Linked DNA regions of Zea mays: region 2 is linked to region 1. The links are chromatin contacts, called in public Hi-C maps. All regions are on one chromosome and are shown on one strand. Each heading gives the region's core, a stretch centred on a gene start, on an enhancer-like site or on the middle of the called end of the contact. The rest is flanking DNA. Distances are from core to core; before and after follow the strand shown. Region 1 has its middle 44 kb from the start of LOC100283611. Region 2 has its middle 20 kb from the start of LOC100192713.

Region 1 (7,168 bases), core at 1,270-3,769:
CCAGCATGATGCAACGTTTGTTTTTATTTTTATTATATATATATATTCCTTGCTTTATTTATTTTAAGCAACTTCTTCCAAGTGTATATTTTATACTCACCAAATATATGTTTTAATAAAATAATTTCTTTTGTACCAATTTATTAATAGTTATTTCAGATAACATTTCTAACATTTTATCTAAAAAGAATAACTTAATTTATATAAGATCATTAAATCTTTTAGTATTTAGTTGTATCTATTTAAGAAGATACGACTTAAAAGGTGATATAAAGAATATCATGTTTCAAATCCTCGTATCATTCTTATTAGAAATCCAAAATAATATTTTTGGGTGCTACAAGTTCTACTTTTCAAACTTAAGCTTGTCTCAAAATTTTGAGCACAAAGGTAAAAATGCAAGAACTCCATCATGAGATACATAATTCTATATTTCTTTATTTTGTTATTTGGCTAGTTTAATTCTATTCAATTGAACATTCAAAAGCATGAGAAACCCAATAATATCCAAAGGTTTCAAAAGTCCCTAAAACACTATCTTAAATATATTTATTTAATTATTTCATCATTATTATTATTATTTTCTCCTACCAATTTTGGGCTTTACAGAAACTCTGTCTCAGATGAGAGTAAAGCATGGAAATTAACCCTATCTACGCAACCACGGGCTGTCCAAAAAATATGGACAATTCGAAATAGATACAATTATAGATATGCAAAGATCCACATATTTACACTGTGTCTCTTTCGAACATGAGACACCTAACTGGGTTATGTGATCTACGATCATGATACAGAAATAGAGGTTATATCTAGGGTAGCGGTGGAGTCAGGCTAGTGGGGATGTGGTGCGTCGGTGTAGTGGCGCGTGGACGCCCCATTTGCTAAGGGGTCTAAAAGTTCCATTCATCTCTATCGAGGAGACGAGGCAAGGTAGCAGTACAAGGCCTTTCCAAAGTTCTACTAGTTCGAGAAGACCCGCTACAGATTCAGAAAGAAGGAAGAAGGAAGCATAGGAATCCCTCGTCCGGAAAGCTAAATAGATAGTCCGACCCAAGAACCTCCCTATACTCTGCAGCGATGCCTCCCCGCTTGCCCCTTTCAGGTAAGGTAATCTCTCCCTAACTTTCCTAATTACTTGGCCAAGGGCGTCCCATTCCACCCTTGTGGTAGCACTGTTATCTCAAGTTAAGCTCCATGTTCCAATTAACACCATAATCTTATCATGAACATTAAAGAATAGAATCACAATAATAAAGCATGATCATAAATCATATTTGTCTTAACACCCAAAACCACATAGAGCAATAGCAAATGCTACCCAAAAGTTCAGTGATAAATAGGGTATAAAGTAAAGCAAACTAGGGTGACCTATTGGGTCCCATCAAAATTAAGCCTGAACATGCCAAAGTGATCATAGAGAATATTATTGGGTAAAGAAAAGTGGTCAAGGGAACATCATTTTCTAATTGATTTCATTAAACTAGAAGCATGTTTGGGCTGCTGGTAACATTTTGAAAAAATCTAGGGTGCTTTGTGTAAGTTCCAGGACCTATATGCACTATTATTTGCTTCTGTGTGGACGACATGTTGTTTTCAAATAAAGCCAGGGACACATATGCAAGTTGTGCACGATGGACGGGGATAGCCGCACAAGAGCCGCCCGATCAAGATCGGATGGCCAGGATTAGATCTGCATCACTATGAACCGGTATGCGATTTCAACGCTTGGATCATGATTCCGCTGCCCACTTAGCGCCACGCCATCACCAGATCCGATCCATATGCCCAAAATCCAACGACTCAGATCCATCTCTGCAAAACGCTTCCCTTCATCTAATCTAAGTCGACTGTCACCTGATCAATGGTTGGGGACCCTCTTCCCCACCCGACCACAAGACTCAGCGGCGCCGCCCTTCCAAACCTAGAGGAGGACGACCGAAGTTCCCCGATACTTTCCCGAAGCTCCAATCCCGATATGAACGAGCTACACGTAGAGGAAGACGCGACAAACAACTTGAAAGGGTTTTCTCACCAGTGATAGCTGTGAAGTAGCCCGCTCGCAGGACGCAATGGAATCGACGATGGAGCTCCGACTCCGGCGTGAAATCGTCACGCGCTCCGATCACCACTTCGTCCGTCGATGCGACAACCGGTCTTCTCGAGCGTTGCCGAATCCCACTGACCCAATTGGTCGAGCCTAACAGTGGCGGTTCGCCCAGCACGACGCCTCTCTCTCAAGCCGCACGGGCTATGCGGCGGCGACAGCTCTCCCGACTCTCTCTCTTGTGGCGGTTTCGATGAGTCTTGCACGAAGGATAAGAAGGAGGGGCGTAGGTGCCCTGGGTCTTATCTCCCAGGTCGAGGGGACTGCCACCCAGCCCTTGCATGAGGGATAAGCAGGAGGGGGCACAGTGTTTGTAACGGCCATGCCCGCTATGCGCACAGAGGGGGGAAAGCACGACGCCTGAACTCTGGGGCCCACGTGGCAGAGAGCGTCGTGACACACGAGTGCTAGCAAGGTGCGTGAGGGGCTAAGCCAAAGGGCCCACCCGTCGGTGGAAGGTAAAAGAAAGCATAGAAGGCTGGTCCGTGCGGAGGGATAACGACTGACAGGATGTGCCTCCCTATCGGCACAATGATCCCGTGTGAGCCACCTGAGCCGCGTGCGGGATGCTCCTGTGGGCTGGGGAATTCGGCCCATGCGATCGAGGGAAGCTTTCCCCTTTTTTGTTTTCTATTCTTCCTTTATTATTTCTTTTCCCTTTTTATTTTAAATTCCAATGAAGTCTGATCACTAAATTAAGTGCAGAAATCAAAGCATATCAGCATGAGTGCATAGTTGTTTTAGTTATTTTTATTTGATAATTTCTTTTACATCAAACCCTTGTATATTGTTGAGATGCTAAAGAAAATAAACAAAACTCACTTAGACACTTGGTCTCAAGGATTATTGTATTTCTCCAACTTTTGGGTATTACACACGATAATTGACATGCGCGCGCACCCACACACATATATATATATATATATATATCAACGGCATGAAGGCCATCAATCACAAATATATTTTCAATCCAAAATGAATTTGATTAAATTGTATTTTTTGGATAAATTGAGAATCAGTGCTGTTTGCAGGACGGGTCTATATCGTTGGCTCGTTGTTGTCTTGTCTTGTTTTTTTTTCCAGTGCTGTACTTCTAGTTGTGGCCTTGTTCTCTCTACGGTAAGCATTGTGTATTGTGTGTTCGAGTTTTAAGCAGTTCCGCTTGCTATTTGTTTTATGTTTTCACTCTACTTTGGCCCTGTCGCTTCTGCTGGTTTATCGGACTGGATATCACTCGGCTGAAAGGTCACATCCTAAGGGCTAATTTGGGAATCTCAAATCCCCTTCGAGATTAGAGGGGATTAAGGTGAAAATAAACTAATTTTCTCTCTCATTACCTTCAATCCCAAAGGGAATTTGAGTTTCCAAACTAACCTTCAAAACCCAAAGGCCTACAGCTCTACTCCAGAGAGTACTGATTTTCTATAGTCATGCAGTAAATGTTGTTGGATTGGCTAGTTGTTGCAGCTAGAGCCAAGCAGCCTTTTTATTTCTCGCTCTTTTATGTTGCCGTCTCTTGAGATTAAAATAATCAAACCGAACCAACAGAATGAGCATATTCAGAGTTCTTTTTGAAATAGCCACAAAATATTTGCCGTAAATTTTATTATTGGGACAAAAAAACAAAAAAAAAATGCAACCCGGTCTTTTGAGCTGAATCTGAACATAGAACCCACAAAATTAGGGTGATGTGCTGCACATCACTGCAACTACGGCGTGCAGACCAACAACCGAAGCACTCACGACGGACTGAGTCAACTCAGCCAACTCAATCGACCACCACCAAAATTGCAACAACTCGAACAACTCACTCCAAGCGTTTTAGGGGGAAAGCGACAAACCCCAAATGTTTGGATTTTTCACATGTCATCGTTTTCAATCTAGGTTTGCCATCCTCCTCTACCACACAAAAGCAAGTAAAATAACCGGTCCAATTCTCACCAAGCTAGTCCACTCATCTGGTCAGGTAGTCCAACAGATCAACAGCAGCACAGATTGCCATCAACGGATGTCGTTTCAGCTCAGCTAAACGTATGGATCGTTTGCATCCATAGGAATTTCAATAGTTCAGATACAGAAAGAAACTTTAGAATCCGAGGATTCCATCCAAATGTGCCAGGGGATTTCAAGAAAGAACCCGGATAAAAAGAATAATGCCAACAATCTAGCTCGTTTGGGTGAGAATCTAGGATTATGAGATTTTTATTCTGAGGTGCCTTAGGATTCATTCTAGATAATTATTCTAACCCACAAACATCGTCAGCTTATTTTTATCTAGACGAGTGCGGGTTTTAGAATTCCATCCAAATAGATCCAAGAGCCCAAAAGCTTCAGTTTCCTAAGAAACACGGGTATTTGTTCTGGTTTTACAACTCACGAAAATGTAACTGGCAGCAACATTCATCAGACCCTCGTGGTGCAACGGAGCATACAGTACAAAAGCTGGCACTGACATGATAGACTCGATTGCCTGTCTGGTAGCGGCAGAACTGAAGCGTGTCAAGTTGTAGACTCCCTGGTCCGTACGGTCTGGTACCCGTCCCCATCGGCGAGATGCTACTTCTTTCGCGACTGCTGGAAGCGTCGGGTCTGGCGATGTGGTTGGAACCACTCGATCGATGTTGAGGCTCATGCTCATGCCTAGAGACTAGAGAGTAGAGACACACGTCTGCTGCGCGCCCTCGAAATTGTGCCGAAGTTTTCTTTATTATGTGGTGTTAAGAAATGAAGAATCTGGTCCAATACAGTTTACCAATGCGCCGGCCAGCTTCGGAGGATTGATGAGTGAGTAACACTCACACCGGCGGCAACGCGTCGATGGATGACTCCCCGACGACCGCGGCGGCCCGCTTTGTGCTGACGTCGTTCCTCGGGGAGAGCTGGCAGCGGCAGAGCGGGCACGTCCGGTGAGCGCGCAACCAGGCGTCGACGCAGTCGACGTGAAACAGGTGGCGGCACGCCGGCAGCTGCCGCACCATCTCGCCGCCCCGCACGTCGTCCAGGCAAACCGCGCACAGCAAGGAGCTGCCGCGCGGCTGCTTGTCGTCCTCGCTCCCCACTCCATTCTTCACCGCGGGCGCCTCGTAGTACGTGAACGCCGCCGGCAGCGCGGCGATAGCGGCGTCCGTTAGCCCGCACGCGCACCGGTGGTGCACCACCAGCCGCCGCGCCCCAGGATCGGCAGCAGCCTGGCCCTGCTGCTGCTGCTGCTGCGCCGCCGGACCGGCTCCATTCCCCGTGGGCACGAGCCAGCCGACGAGCCCCAGCAGGAGCAGCATGACGCCGGCGATGGCGCAGGCCCTCGGGATGCTGACCGCGGCAGCCAGCACGATGAAGAGCAGCAGCGAGACGCAGGACACCATGGCGCAGTAGCAGGCGCAGCTCTCGCAGTGGTCCTCGTCGTCCACGGCGCTCGACGACACCAACCTCGGGTGCAGCATCAGCATGTCGTCCGCGCGCTTCCGGAACAAGGCTTGCTCGCCCAAGCGTGTGGATTGAGGACTCCGGAGCGGCGAGAGGACACGATCGAGCTAGAAATAGGCGTGCGCGCGCGGCGCCGGTGCGTCGCCTGTTGTTTGCACGGCTTACGGTTTCCGAGTGATGGGCTCCTTTCGCGGTGTGGAAAATGCAGCCATTCTCTCGACGTGCATGTTTATCGCGTCGCCCGCATCCAGTCATCACCCCCTGTCCACTGTACACTGGCGGACAGCGGCGGCTAGTGCGGTGAGATGGACTAGCACGACAAGCTAACGAGCCTTCGTTGCGATGAACTAGATTTAATTTCACTTCTTCAATTTCCTTTTCACTTTTAAGTTTACAGAGTTTGCCAATTTTCAAAATTTTTGAATTTTTTTTTCACTTGTTACCTTTATATAAACAAAATCTTAGTGTTAATCCTTACTTGAATAATATACATTAATATTCCTACTTTAATTAGGTTCAAATCTAATTTGTTATAAGTTTTTTATTTTTTATTTGATAGATTATAACTATGATTAAATAAATGAAATGAGAATATCGCTTGTGCAGTTCAAATGAGGGATCGGATTGCTTTTATATAGGTCTTGGTAAAATAATGTCCAGTGAAAGAATCGAATTTATGGAATAGCATCTCTTGTCATGGAATATATAAGATATTTATCTTAACTTAACTCGTTCTTTCTTATTTCTACCCTACGTTAGCTCCAAGATGTCGGTCTCTATCTAAAAAAGTAAATGCTTGACTTTGAGCAGGTTCTCGTGCCTCAGTGGGTCTGTAATAATCACTTGGACAAAACGTGCTATCAAACCAGATAAAAATAACAAGCAATTCAAGGGGATTTTATAGATGTCCCATTCAAAAATCATAATAACTAGAAGTTTCTAGAGATTGATTGCAATACAGATTTATGATCTAGCAAATATAAAATGAAAAATGCGAACACAAGTTTGACTTGTCCCTTATAGTTCAGGTTGATGATGAGTGATTGGCAACAGGGGTGAAGCCAGGATCCGAAGACAGAGGGGACAGACTTAGCCTCCAAGCGACCAAACCAGCAAGGATACATTATAAAAATGGCAAGGAAACCAACCACAATGCATATATTGATATATAATTTTCATTACAAAAACAGTATAATAAAACAACATCTATTTTGTCAAACAAAATAAAATTACATCTCAGTTATTTTGAATTTAGCTCTATGTGTATTAGCTAGATCATAGGCCTTGATAATATCATCAGAACTAATCATTGCCGCTAAAACGACCAGATAATCCCATAAATAGGCATCTCCCATTTTGCTTCGAAGACGTGTCTTCACAAATTTCATAGCTGGAAAGACTCTCTCTGTGGTCGCAGTTGACACAGGGAGAGTCAAGAGTAATCTCAATAATTTATCTACCATCGGATAAGAAGAATCTTTAACCAGCTTAACTAATCCACTTGTTAAATCAGCTAAAGATGATAAACCCTTTAGTTCTGGATGGTTGCAAACATCAAGTTGAAAATGTGGCAATTGTCACTCTAATTGCATTCTTTCTTGATTTGAGAAAAATCTGCAGGATAATACTTTTCCACTA
Region 2 (7,168 bases), core at 2,405-4,904, 180 kb before region 1:
ATTTCCTTGAATACCACCTGGGCACCAATCGAGGTAGGCAAAAGCTTGAGGCGCTGCAGCAATAGGCACCCGATGTGTGACTTGACAGGGTCGAGGCCGGCGCACAGGAGCGTGTCCAAGGGCATGACGAGCTGCTCCTTGGTGGCGCGGTCCTCGTCGTAAGTGTCCTCGACGCCGCCTGCCAAAGTGGCTACGTCGTCCAGGTCTAACACGCACGACGCGTCGCTGCCGCGAATCCCCTTGAGCATGCTCTCCATGTCGCCAGTCGCCGAAGCACACCACCACCAGGTTGTCGTGGCCGCTGGTCCATCATCGGCGACGCCGGTTTGGTGGTTGTCGAGCAGCGCCTTGTCCGAGTGGGAGGTGATGAATGCCTCGTCGGGGTCAGAGTCAAGCAGGTTCGAAGAGATATCGGCGACAGCATCACAGCCCTCGAAGAGTCTGCCACAGTTGTCGGCGACCACGGATGACGCCTCGTAGTACTGCTCGCCGTCATCGAAGCACCCGCCCCAGTTGTCGGCGATGACGACGACCCCAACGGCTGCAGTCGGGGTGGGCGGTGTGCTGGCAGATGCGTCGGAGGATTGGTGGACGCTGAGCGGTGTGGGCGGATGGTCGAGGTACGTAGAGGGCGAGAAGCGCCGGTCCCAGCGAATTTCTAGCTCGTCGAATTGCCGATTGAGCTCGTCGAGGATGAGCTTGAAATCGAGAGACATGGCATTGGCAAATTGAAGCTGAGGATCGAACGAATCTGATACCACTTGTTAGCAATTGGCTAGGCTAGAACACAAGAATTTGGTAGAGGCAGGGAAGAACAATGGAAAGACGTAGAGAAGAACAGATAGCTAGAGAAGTTTTCAGTAGAGTACGGTGGAATATAATTCTGTTACAAGATGCCCCCTTCCAACTCCTTTCTCATCTACTTAAGCTTCACGCAATGCTTTCAAGAAGTTGATCCACGCCGGCCCGATAACCATCCCATTGCTACAGCTGGGCCTTGTCGAACGTCGCAACCCATCTGGCATGTAGCTGGTCTGACACACTCTTGTCCACTGTCGTGTTCCTCTCGTGCAACCCGCGCATTAGTGCATTACTGATAGGTGCACACTGTGTTCGGGTACAGGCTACGAAGTCCACATAGGCGAGAGGGATGAATGAAGTGGCAGCGACGACCTCGATATAAATACCTGGAGCCTGGCCGGTTAGTTGCAACCACCTAGCGAAGCCTGTGATGGTTGCTGGGAGTTTGTTACAGTGGATATGGCGGATCTCAACTTCCCACGGTGAAGATGCTAGGTGAAGCAGCATTTGGGCGCCCCGCCCCATGCGACAGTGACCTCAAGAACATAGGGCCTGTTTGGTTTGTGTCTAAATGTGCCACACTTTGCCTAAGGTTAGTCGTTCGAATTGAATAACTAACCTTAGGCAGAAAAGTTAGGCAAAGTGTGGCAACTGAGGTAGTGAACCAAACATGCCTATAGTATGCGGTAGTGGCGTAGGTATGAGGGGCTGGCAAGCGAGCCCGTGCTGTCAGAGAAACCAGAAAAAAAGAAAATTGAACTTGGTGACCAATTGGGTTGAGCGTGTGCGAGAGCGAATTGGGCCAAGGGAATGATTTTGGGTTAACTGGTTGGTTTTCTCTTTTTTTTCCTTTTTGTTTTTCATTCCCTTTTCTATTTTCTTTCATTTTGAAATCAAATTCAAATGCAATTTTGGATTTCAAATTTATTTAGAATGCACAGTACAAAAACCCCAACATGCTAATGCAACATTTTATTTATTTAATTGTTTTATCCTTTGACTAATATTGTTATATAGTCCATGAATAATTGATTCACCCATATGGATAATTGAGATGTCTAGTTAATTTTGGATTCAAGTTCTAGTTTCCAAGACTTAAGTATAGCTTTCAATAACTGAATTTTAATACTACTATTTATTTATTTTAATAGAATAATCTCACATCTAATAAAGTTTTTTATTAAAAGAATTTCTAACCCAAAATCTTTTGAAGGACTTTCCTAATCTCCAAGAACATATTTTAGGGTGTTACAAATTCTACCCTCTTAAAATAATCTCGTCCTCAAGATTAGTGCCAAAGGGAAGCAAAAGGTTTTGTTTGCAATTTCAATTTTAATTAGTTCAAACTCAAAAGTTTTTGTCCTTCACATTGATTATTGGTGATTAGCAAAGCATGGACATCTTTTATGTCTAACCATCTATTAGGTAGGATGAGTCATGGTTAGAGAAAGGGTAAGTTAAGGTATGAAAGATTATAGCAAGGAAGGACTCCATCCCGGATGGTGGATTCTGTCTCATTAAAAAATCTGGCGTGACTTCAATTCTTCGTTGACGAGGTTGATCTTCTTATCTTGGGTCTTGATGTTGTCATCCGAGTTAGGGACACATACATAAGACAAAATTGTAGGTAAACCAAATAGCTTTGTAGGTAGAGCAGATGGCTTAGTAGGTGGCTTAAGCTATGATGAGAATAGGTAGAATCAAGTTTAGTTTTTTTGCTTTTAGGTTGGGCTAGATAGGTTATACAAACCACCTATGTAGGTTAGGTTGTTGTTAATGGTGAATTGGTGTAAGGCACCAATTTACGTTAAACTTGTTTATTGGAGTAGGGTATAACCTATTTCACCAGTATTAACCAACTTGTTAGGTAACTAACATTAGATTTAGATCGTATCAGATTAGATGAAATTTAGATTAGATTGGTATGACTAGATTAGTCTAGGTAAGTTCTAGTTAATTTGGATTAGATCATGGTTGTTACACTAGGGTGGGATAAGTATGCTTATTAGGATAAGATGAATCTTTTTAGGTTAAGATAGATCTATTAAGCTAGATATATGTTTTAATGGGGCATAATCTAAGTTGTGTAGTTATCTTATATATTATATTTTGTATGCATGTATGTGTAACACCCTAAAGTTCAATCTTATGAAAATAAGGAAAATTCCCCAAAAGTTTTAAATCAAAACACCTTTCTTTAAGAATATTCATACTTTCGAAGTTACTGCTCCCAAAATGAATATACATTTTTAAGACTAAAATAAAAGATACTTAGATAAACTAAATTATCCTTGGATTGAATTATATAGAAGAATTATGATTAAGCTATTTCTTAATATATAATCTACAATATAAATTATATTTCCCTAAAATTCATAAGGTGTGAACTATTATCTATTTCATGATTGGAATCATGTATAAAAGAACTAAAATAAAACAAATATATAAAATATATTTGTGCATTCATGCTCGAGATTTTGAGTTGTGCATATAAATTCTAATTGAGACCTTGACCTCAGCTTTGAATTTTAAAATCTAAAACTAAAACAAAACGGAAATTTCAAATGAAAATAGAGAAAGCAAAAAAATAAAAGTGGAGAAGCTACCTGGGCCGAAATCTCCAGGCCTTGGCCCAAGTAACACATGTGCGCTGCCCAACAACTCCACCCGGCGCCGACAGGTGGGCCGGGGGCGTCAGCCGCTCTCCCGCGTCCGCGTAATCGCTCCTCTAGCGCTGGTGGATGGGCCCCGCTCGCCAGTCTCCCAACCGCACAACCCGTGCCTACCTGTGCGCGATGGATCACTGCCATGTGTGCCCGCCTGGTCGGGTGCACGCACTGTATCCTTCCTACCCAGTACTCGCGCTGATGCGTGGGGCCTCCGCGTCAGTGACCCTGTCCCTCACCGGTTCACGCGCTCAACTAAGCCTCTGCGTATTCGGGCCCACTCGTAATTCCATCACCACACAACTAGCGTAGTACTTCTCCACAGGGGGCGCGAAGCAGCCGCGTGCGAGCCTAACTAAATCGCCGGAGATCTTGCGATGTTGTTGTGATCCTGAATCAACCTGAAGCCGATCTTCTGCAGGGGCTATAAAGCTGAAACCTAGGTGCCCCTCCTCCCATCCGCATCTCTCTACGATACCAGTTGCCATCGGAAGGGAAGATGGGGGTCGCCGGCAGTGAAATCCACCAACGGCGTCGGATTAGCCATGTTTGGTGACCTAGGTGCTACACAAAACCTCGATGGTCACAACCGTGGTGTCGCCTGGGCGGATTCTGCTCCGGATCGCCTAGAATTTCTCATCGGAGCAACCTCTCCACCATAGTTCCGCCTAAAACCGTGGCTAGCGCCGCTCGGGCATCAATGTTCGGTAAGGATGCTTTCCCCTGCTTCGCTTTTAGCCGTGCAATGTTTAGGTGCGTTCGAGGTTGAGTTCGGTCACCGGTAGGCTGGGCGGTGTCATCCAGTGAGCTTCGGGGGGCGGAGCCCTGCCTCGCTGCCGTGCGCAAGCTGCCGAGGGTGAAGGAGGGAAAGTTTGAGCCGCTGATTGGCCATTTGATGGCCCAGATTTGATCGGATAGAACTGCTTGGACCAGAGTAGGCGAACCGTCGATCGGAGATTGTCACACCTTGATTTAAGGGATAAAGCCGAGTGCATCTCATTTGTGCGCCAAGGAAAAACAACACACATAATAACAGAGTGCATAGAGATAAATGTCATAAATATCATGAATGTACTTATTACATAGCGGAAGTCTTACAAAATAAATGATAAATATAAAACGAACTAAATCTTATTTCCCTAGTGCCACAAAGCTAACTGGGAGACGCCACCTAGATTAAGTCGAACTCCTCGCTGGGCGGCTCCTCTTGATCCACCTGTTTATTTCCTCGTATTACATAATTAAAACCAAAGGATTGACTATCTTTCTATTTACCTTATCCTTGATTACCTTTTGGGTTATTGTGGTTAGCTTTATGCTAGCGCTCTACTTTAATCAATGAATATGATGAGAATATTTATGATACACTAATGATATCTTGATTATGATGATGAGCTTGTGTTATTTTTGGGGACTCCGGCTGTTTCCCGAGTACCTCAACGTAAGGACCTGTTCGTTGGATGACCACCTGGGAAAACAATACAACCATGAGGGTGGAATGGGACACACTTAGCTAATTAATTAAATGAACTGAGGTGTAGTTCGCTTCACCGTCGTCTCGTTAATGGGGCTCGGTGTACGCGGCTCGCTCTGCCGAGGGTGGTTTGCCCCTTGGGGAGGAGTGCGGTGCATTTAGGAAACCTAACGGGCGGCTATACCTTTGGGGAATCTTTGTAAAGGCTACGTAGTGATACCCTACCAGATCACCTAGGTAGTGTGATCAATGGGGAGTAGCGCTCCTCGGGTAGAAAGGGAATCACGGCTCAAGGGTAAAGTGTGCAACCTCTACAGAGGAAAGAAACTAATATATTAGCGGTGCTCACGGTTATGAGCGGCCTTGGGAGCTCCTTTGATTAGAGATATAGATGATTTGAGACACAATGGTTCTATTGATGGTTTTGGTTACAATGATGATAATTATATTCCTCAATGAGGAAATGATTCACGGGTTGGTTATTGCTAAAACTTGGCTTCTACTAGTAATAAATATCTGACGAACTAAAAGCAACTGCTTTGAGCCTAACCCCACATAAAGCTAGTCCACCTCAGCCAAACGAGACATTTGCTGAGTACGTTGATGTGTACTCACCCTTGCTTTCACAAAACACTAGGTTGCCTTTGGTGCTATCTATGCTCAGGTAAACAAGAAGAAGGCGTTGAGGCGGATCTCCGGGAGTTCCAGGGCGTCAATGAGTTCGAGGATTAGGCTAGCGACCTCCCCAGTCAGCTGCATGTGGTGGGTTCGTTTACGATGGCTACGTTTATATTATGTGCACTTTGATTTATATTATATAAATGACCCTAGTATTTAATATTATTACTTACTCTTTATTGCTATTCGAAGCATTATGCTATGATGAGTCATTTATGTAATCGCTATGTATGTGAATTTCTGATCCTAGCACGTACATGGTTCGCATTCGGTTTACCTTCCAAAACCGGGTGACATAAGTGGTATCAAAGCCTTGCTAACTGTAGGACCGCTAGCCTAGAGTAGCAATGGCCGTTTAAGGACTTATTGACTATTACTTCACCTCATCCTTGATGTTTTCAAAATATTAGCCACATCGGCTAATTCTATGTTATGCTTCTATATATCACCTTGCTTATTGTATTTTATTCTAGTATTGTCTATGCTTTACTTATTCATTCTATTAGATCTAATCTCACTCTTGTGCTTGCGACATCTTTGTAGATGCCCCCTGACCATAGCCTTTTGTCTTTTGAGATTCCTTCCTCTTCCATCATTAAAATTATACCATTTGACCACCACTATTCCCCTGGTATTGACATGCTCGTACCCCTAGATTCCTCAATACTCTTGTTTCAAATACTTACCTCAAAAAACCCTGCTAGCTATTTAAACATTTCAATTTATATGACCATGACCTTTCTGTCTTTTGAGACCCTTTCCTATTCTATTGATCAAGTCGCTATCATTCGACAATTTCTAATCTCTTGGTCTTGGTATGCTCATCTCCTTGGAATCTTGCATACTCTCGTTTTTTATGCTTACCTTTATATCCCAATGTCAGTTTAAGACATTTTAGTTTACATGTCCTTGACCACTCCTGTTTCTCGATGATCCATGAGCAATCACTTTGTTTTGCACATCCTTGGTGACCTCATTGTTTCCTTGTAACTTCCCTTGGTAATGAATTTTTACTTCAACCCTCCTGTTGGAATCTTACCCTTGATTGTTTTCTCCACTTCGCCACTTTGCCACTTCGCGAGGCTTGCCTTAATTCTATCCTTGGTTATGTTTTTCACGATTATCATCTTTACCCTTGTCACCTTTATATCTTCCCTTGATGCTTATATTATACATGTGCTCTAAAACCTTCCCTCTTCCCTCTCAATCTTAGAGTTGTATTGTACATATTCTCTCTTGGTCGTATCTTCTTCCTCGTCGCTTGCGAGTTTTAACGCCATCCTTTGTTGTGCTTCTGTTTAGTGTTGCCTTTACCTTTCCCATCCCTCGACCATACCTTGGTGATTACGTTATGTCTGTTATCTAAAATCTCTAATCTCCTATCCCAATTTGATAGCGATGTTTTACTTATCTTACCCTTGGCAATATCCTCTTCTTTACTGCGTGTAAGCTTTGACATAACTCCATTCTTTGTTGTACTTATACCTCTAGCTCTTCTATACCTTCATCTTTTCTCTTATACCCTTGTCCGTTGTCGCCTTTGACCCTT

What was found. Hi-C and Micro-C count contacts between places; a contact is called where the count stands out from the background.
Region 2: a Hi-C map of endosperm shows a contact between it and region 1, with 5 times the contacts expected there. The contact joins two enhancer-like sites. A contact is called at or near these places in 2 of 25 Hi-C or Micro-C datasets (endosperm and leaf).

Annotation. Positions count from the first base shown.
Region 1 is chr9:69,022,567-69,029,734 of Zm-B73-REFERENCE-NAM-5.0, reverse strand. No RefSeq gene overlaps it. Among protein-coding and RNA genes, the nearest start is that of LOC100283611, 44 kb to the right of the region's middle. Within about 2 kb of position 2,519, at least 18 of the 20 cell types and tissues checked have an H3K27ac peak or open chromatin away from gene starts, as enhancers often do. A contact at or near this core is called in endosperm and leaf, where this site is marked.
Region 2 is chr9:69,206,202-69,213,369 of Zm-B73-REFERENCE-NAM-5.0, reverse strand. No RefSeq gene overlaps it. Among protein-coding and RNA genes, the nearest start is that of LOC100192713, 20 kb to the left of the region's middle. Within about 2 kb of position 3,654, at least 18 of the 20 cell types and tissues checked have an H3K27ac peak or open chromatin away from gene starts, as enhancers often do. A contact at or near this core is called in endosperm and leaf, where this site is marked.